2 separate regions of the Mus musculus genome follow, and region 1 is linked to region 2. A link is a contact called in public Hi-C data. All regions are on one chromosome and are shown on one strand. The core of a region is the stretch at or near the end of the contact, and the rest is flanking DNA. Distances in the headings are between cores, read along the strand shown.

Region 1 (2,700 bases), core at 80-2,579, 180 kb after region 2:
GGCCCATACAGAGTGGCACTTATTAGGAAGTGTGGCCTTGTTGGAGTAGGTGTGTCACTGTGGGGACAGGGTTTGTGGTCTCATATTCTCAAGCTATGCCTCATATGTCACACAGTCTCCTGCTGCTTTCGAATCAAGATGTAGAACTCTCTGCTCCTCCTACACCATGTCTGTCTGCATGCCACCATGCTTCCCACCATGATGGTAATGGACTAAAACTCTAAAACTGTAAGCCAGCCCCAATTAAATGTTTTCCTTTGTAAGAGTTGCATGATCATGGTGTCTCTTCACAACAATAAAAACCCTAACTAAGATATACCTTAACCATCAGGATACTTTGCACATGCTAGCAGGAGGTGGGGGCAGAGGGGAAATACAGCTGTTTCTTTGGGGAATCAGGGATCGTGCTCTGAGCAGAAGTTCTCAACCTGGAGGTCATGACTCCTTTGGGGGTCACATATCAAGTATTTACATTATGACCCATAACATTAGGAAAGTTACAGTTATGAAGAAGCAACAAAATAACCTTGTGTTCAGGGGTCAGCACAACATGAGGAACTGTATTAAATGGTCTCGGTATTAGGAAGGCTGAGAACCATTGCTACAGAATGAGCTATGGGTTACATTTCAGTCCCCACTTTCCCCTGGGCTTTGTGCACTACAGAGCATGCTCAGCAGCTCATGGCAGCCTCTGTGGGGGCCAATGATTGGCTCTCCTTTGCTGGACCCCCAACTTTTGTGCAGATGTAGAATGCCTCTGTATACTGGGTGAAACACTGGCAGCCAAAAAGAAGAGCGCACATCTCCCAGAGCTGCCTGACATCTTTATTTTCCTCTGCCTGCGGTCCTCTCTTGAGTCTTCACCAGAAACTCTCCTCGTCTTTCTCCCTGTCCTGTAAAATCTGAGGAAGGGAGCATGCCTCTTGCCTGTCACCTCTCTCTCTGCAGTTGTAATCGATGGATCCTCGGGCAAAGGCACCGGCCCCTCCTTGACAGCAAACTAGTTTTAGATAAATGAGTATTGGTTTTGCTCTGTTTGTTTTTCATTTCTTGCCGTCCTTTGATGTTTTTCCCTGCAAAATCGGTTAAGCAATGATAGCCCGGGTCTGCTTATGCCAGCATTGATTGGCCAGCTCCCAGATTCTGTGTCTTTTGTAGGCTCTCCTTTTTGTGCGGCTTCCCCCCACCACGCCTCAAATGCCTCCTCTATTTTTGTGGCCCAGGTAAGAGGGAAGGAAACTCACAAGCACAGAGCATCTATTCATGCCAGGCTCTGTGTGGGCGACGCATGCCAATTGTCTCAGTCTGTCTTCGACAAAGCATCACCAGCCGGTGTGGTGGGTAGGCGCTGTTCCTCTTGTCTTGTAGATGATCGGGGTGGTGCTCAGAGAGGTGGTGGGAGCTGCTCAAGGGTTTGGGAAGGAGCCCACCTCCTGAAAATAGCAGGTGTGTGTTTCATGACTGGCCCTCAGCACGTATAGGCTGCCCCACTATGCAGTCATAACAGTGAAGGGGAAAAGGATATGGTGGACTCAGGGAGCTAACCACAGGTGGAGCTCTGTGCATGGATAGTGGGATCAGCTGCTACACAGCTCTGATGGCTAGTCTCAAGTTTCCTGGCCCTTCTGAACAAAAGCAGTCGGTGTAGCCGGCTCCTCCTGCTTCTAGGCAGAAGCTGAGGCTTTGCTGTCCTCTGCAGCTGCTGCCAGCAGGGCTATTACAGAAGCCCACCTTCAGCAGAGCTCGAATTCACAGTAGAGGACCTGTGACCTGCAAAACCTCTGGCAATGCTTGAGCACAGAGCATGCTCACTGTTCCTGTGTGTGATGTGAGATTCTCTGGGCTGACCATGTCTCATGGTGTCAAGAGGGGCTAGGCTTGCCTTAGACACACACACACATACACACACATACACACACACACACACTCCTTTAGCAGGGAGGAAAGGAACTCTAAGGGAATTGGAGCAGCAGGACCAAGGGTGGAGGTGGAAAGGCCCAAGAGCATCTTTTCCTCTTTCCAGGGGCCGAGGATCAGGCTGGGGGAGCCCATACAACTGCTACATCTGACAGAAGAGGCTGTAGCCGGTGGGGCTCGTAAACGGCCGGTTACATTTATAGCCCTGTTCTTATTAAGCACCAGGAGAGGAAAGATGAATCACACCCCTCCTGCTGCCCACAGCCTGGGGAGATGGAGGCCAGCCGCCACTGGCCTTAAATCTCAGCAAACTTAGAAGTCACAAGTGTTTGGGGTCGGCGCTGTATCACCACGGACAACAGAGAGCCACACATCCTTCCCAGGATAAGCTGGCCTTATGTCCTGAAGGGGACCTGGCCAAGAGCAAGGGGGTGTGGGAGGACTATCTGCCTGAGAGGCTCTTAGTTCTGATCTTCACTGATTGCTTCGTGATCTTGGGAAGGAAAGATGATCACTTTGGAACTATAGAGTTCTCAACTCAATTAAGTGAACAGAATCTAGAAATGATGCCCCTACCTTGGCCCTCCTGTTCTGCAGGAAGACAATGCACATTTGGAGGAGACCCTGATCACAGACCCCAAATGAAAGCTACCCTGGGGGTGCAGTGATGTGGCAGACTCAAGGACACAGCCTCCAAGCTGAGGTTGCTGGAAGCCATGACCTTCCGGCATCCTTCCCAGCCCTGGCCCAGGGCCACACTGCCCACCACACTCTTGGTGCAGT
Region 2 (2,700 bases), core at 15-2,514:
TTTTTCCTCTGGTCCTTGATTCTTCTTCTTCCCCAACCCCACGTCCAAGGAGAGCTGGACCCCTATCGGCATCTCTATCTTTTCTAGGCCGCCTAGGTACCCGCTGCTGCCTCTCCGGCCAGGGGCTGCGCAGGTGCGGTTGCCTTAGCCCACTGGCCGCGCTCCCGCTTCTTGCCACCCGTAGCTGGGACTGGAGCGGCGATCTACTCGCCCAGACTGACTCCGAAAGAGCGACAGCCTGTGCCCTGCCGCACCGAGGCAACGGGCGAGCGGGTGTCCAGGGGCAAGGCGGGGGTGATGGGTAGGACGAGGGATCGGAGACTGTGAACCTCGGAAAAGTTCAAGGTTTGTGTAGGTTCCCCCGGGAAAGCGAGGAGAGGTGTGAGGCGGGGCAAGGTACCCCTGTGCTGAGACAGCGACACCCTACCGGAGAGGAAAGAAAAGGGTAGCCGGTGCTGCCGAGGGCTGACCACCCCATCTCTCATCCTACAACGCTTACGGGCTGGATACTGGAGGAGACGCTCTGGGAAGAAACGGCTCGAGCTGGGGCGCCTTAGCTGGCGCTTCCGCTCCTTCGCTTCTCCTAGCTTCATCTCCATGGGGCAGCGAGTGCCTAGAGCTCCACCCTTGCTCCAGCCACCGAACCCCAGCCTGGCCAGGCGGCGCCGAGTTGGCCTGTGCTAGCGCAGACCCCGGTCGAGACTGGAGAGAGTGCTGGAGTCCAAGACCGAGCACTGCGAAGGGACAAACATCTGGTCCCCCACCTCAGACGTTTCGTCTGGGCGTCGCCTAGGGTGGTGGCGACCCGCGTCGCCTGTCTCATCCCTGCAAGGAAACTTTTCCTTCCCCGGATGGATTAAAGTTGCCTGGATTTTCTCTCTTTGCGAAAGAAATCATCCGTTTCCTCCCGACCTGGGATTTTCCCTACTGCTGCAGGGCGCTTGGGAGAGGAAGAAAGCCGCGCTGTGCATGTGGGGTTACCACCGAAACCGAGGCGATTCGAGTTCGCGTTGGGGTTCTGTACCTACGAGCGAGTACGGATCTGAGCGGCGCGGCGAGGCCAGGGGCTTCGGCACGCGGCCCTCGGCAGCCACCGGGACGTTGGTGGCCACCGGGCCCTGGGACCGCACGTGCGGCTCCCCCCTCTCCTCGCAGATCCTGCAGGGGGCACCAGCCCGGGGAGGTGGAGACTCCTCCCGCCCCGAGCTGCGCCCCCGCCGGCTCCGAGGGTGTAGCCGGTGGTGCCCGGGACGCCCCTCCCCTCAAAGTGTCCCCGAATTGCGCTTTCTGGCCCCCGAAGCCTCAACAGACACAGCTGGGCGCCAGTGAGTTGGAGGCGACCGAGCCCAGCCTGAGACCAATTCGCCGTGGATCTCTACACCCTCGGACCCCTCCTGCCCCCGCTTCGGCCATGGCCCCAGGGATGTCGGGCCGCCGCGGCGCCGCCCTACTCTGCCTCTCTGTGCTGCTCGCCCACGGTAAGTGTCGCGGCGCAGACTCGGGGTGAAGATGCGGCGGGCGCCCCTGGAGGGGGCGCAGAGAGAACCGAAGGAAGGAGCACCTCATCCCAGTGTTCCCCTGGACTCTCCGCCGTCGCTACCAGCACGGTTCCCGGCTGCAGCGGGAGTCCGCTGAGGGGACCGAGGTCGGTCCAGGGGAGATTGGGGCGGGGGGGGGGTAGATTCCTCGGTCTCAGAGTTAGAATTCAGGGAAAAACCCGAGACCCTGGGGGCGTGTCAGCTCACGGATATCTAGAGGGGTGCGAGAGATCAGCTAGGTCGAGTCTCGGGTACCCGGCCGCAGCTCCCCATGCAGCGCGAGGGGCTGGGGACCACTGGGACCGGCGAGATCGCGGCTTCCGGGCCCGGCGCGCAGGCGGGTGCGGGCCGTGCCGCCGGCTGTCTGGCTTCCTGCGGCGGGCCTAGGACAGGGACGCGCACGGTTGGGGCCCGGGAGGCTTGTGAGCAGCATCTCAATGGCCGGCCGGCTCGCAGAGCAAGTCGGGCGGGGGTCTGGGCAGCGGGCGCGGGCCGGGAGACTGGCGGCGCGCGAAGGCAGCGGGGCCGCGCTCCAGCGTTCTGCAATCTGTTGCGTCTGCTCCCCAGGCTCGCCCTGGGCTCTGGGCTCTGCCGGAAAGGGGTGACGGAGGGAGGAACCCGGGGATGGTGCGCCCCAGCAGTGAGATGGGGGATATGAAGGTTGGAGGCAGGGGGTAGTAGGACAACCTCCCCCACCCAGAGTGGGAACTCAAGATGAGCCAGGAGGGCGCTGCGGCGGGCTTCCGCAAGCTGGAGATGCTCCAGGAGGAGAGGGGCGCAAACCTAAACGAGAGAAAGGGAGCTGTGGAAGCAAGGGGGCAGGGGCGGCGGGGAAGCGGCCCTCTGCTGCGCCCAAGTGAAACCAGCTGACCCGGGACAATTCCCCAACCAGCAAAGGACTAGCTAGGGATATAAGACTCTGATGCCCCACTCCCGAGAGGGTGAGCCAAGGACAGAATTGGAGAAGGCCTTAGTGGAGCGAGCCATCTGGATGTTTGAGAGAACCGTCCGTTTGTAGTGGTCAGCTTTTGCCCGAATCTGTGCAGTCCCTGGCAGCCTGATTTGAGTGTGCTGTGAACCTCCCCACGGTCTCTTAATTCGTTTTTGCTCCGCAACGAACCCCCCTCCGCGCCCCTCGCCCCGAGTAGGGTGTATTTTCAAG

Evidence for each region. A called contact is a pair of places that touch in the nucleus more often than the background predicts.
Region 1: a contact with region 2 is called in a Hi-C map of cortical neurons, with 1.8 times the contacts expected there. The contact joins the enhancer-like site here to the promoter of Tmem132e in region 2. A contact is called at or near these places in 1 of 15 datasets of contacts at CTCF or cohesin (pro-B cells), 11 of 484 Hi-C or Micro-C datasets (cortical neurons, ganglionic eminence, liver and 3 more), 15 of 115 datasets of contacts at active chromatin or transcription factors (the 230-238 cell line, astrocytes, craniofacial prominence and 11 more) and 2 of 9 other capture datasets (adipose tissue and liver).

Annotation. Positions count from the first base shown.
Region 1 is chr11:82,563,087-82,565,786 of GRCm38.p6, forward strand. No RefSeq gene overlaps it. Among named protein-coding and RNA genes, the nearest start is that of Gm24612, 32 kb to the right of the region's middle. Within about 2 kb of position 1,330, at least 11 of the 459 cell types and tissues checked have an H3K27ac peak or open chromatin away from gene starts, as enhancers often do. A contact at or near this core is called in cortical neurons, where this site is marked.
Region 2 is chr11:82,387,636-82,390,335 of GRCm38.p6, forward strand. Tmem132e (transmembrane protein 132E) reads left to right here and starts at 1,265. Exons shown (of 9, transcript NM_001304439.1): 1 at 1,265-1,478. The coding sequence starts at 1,412.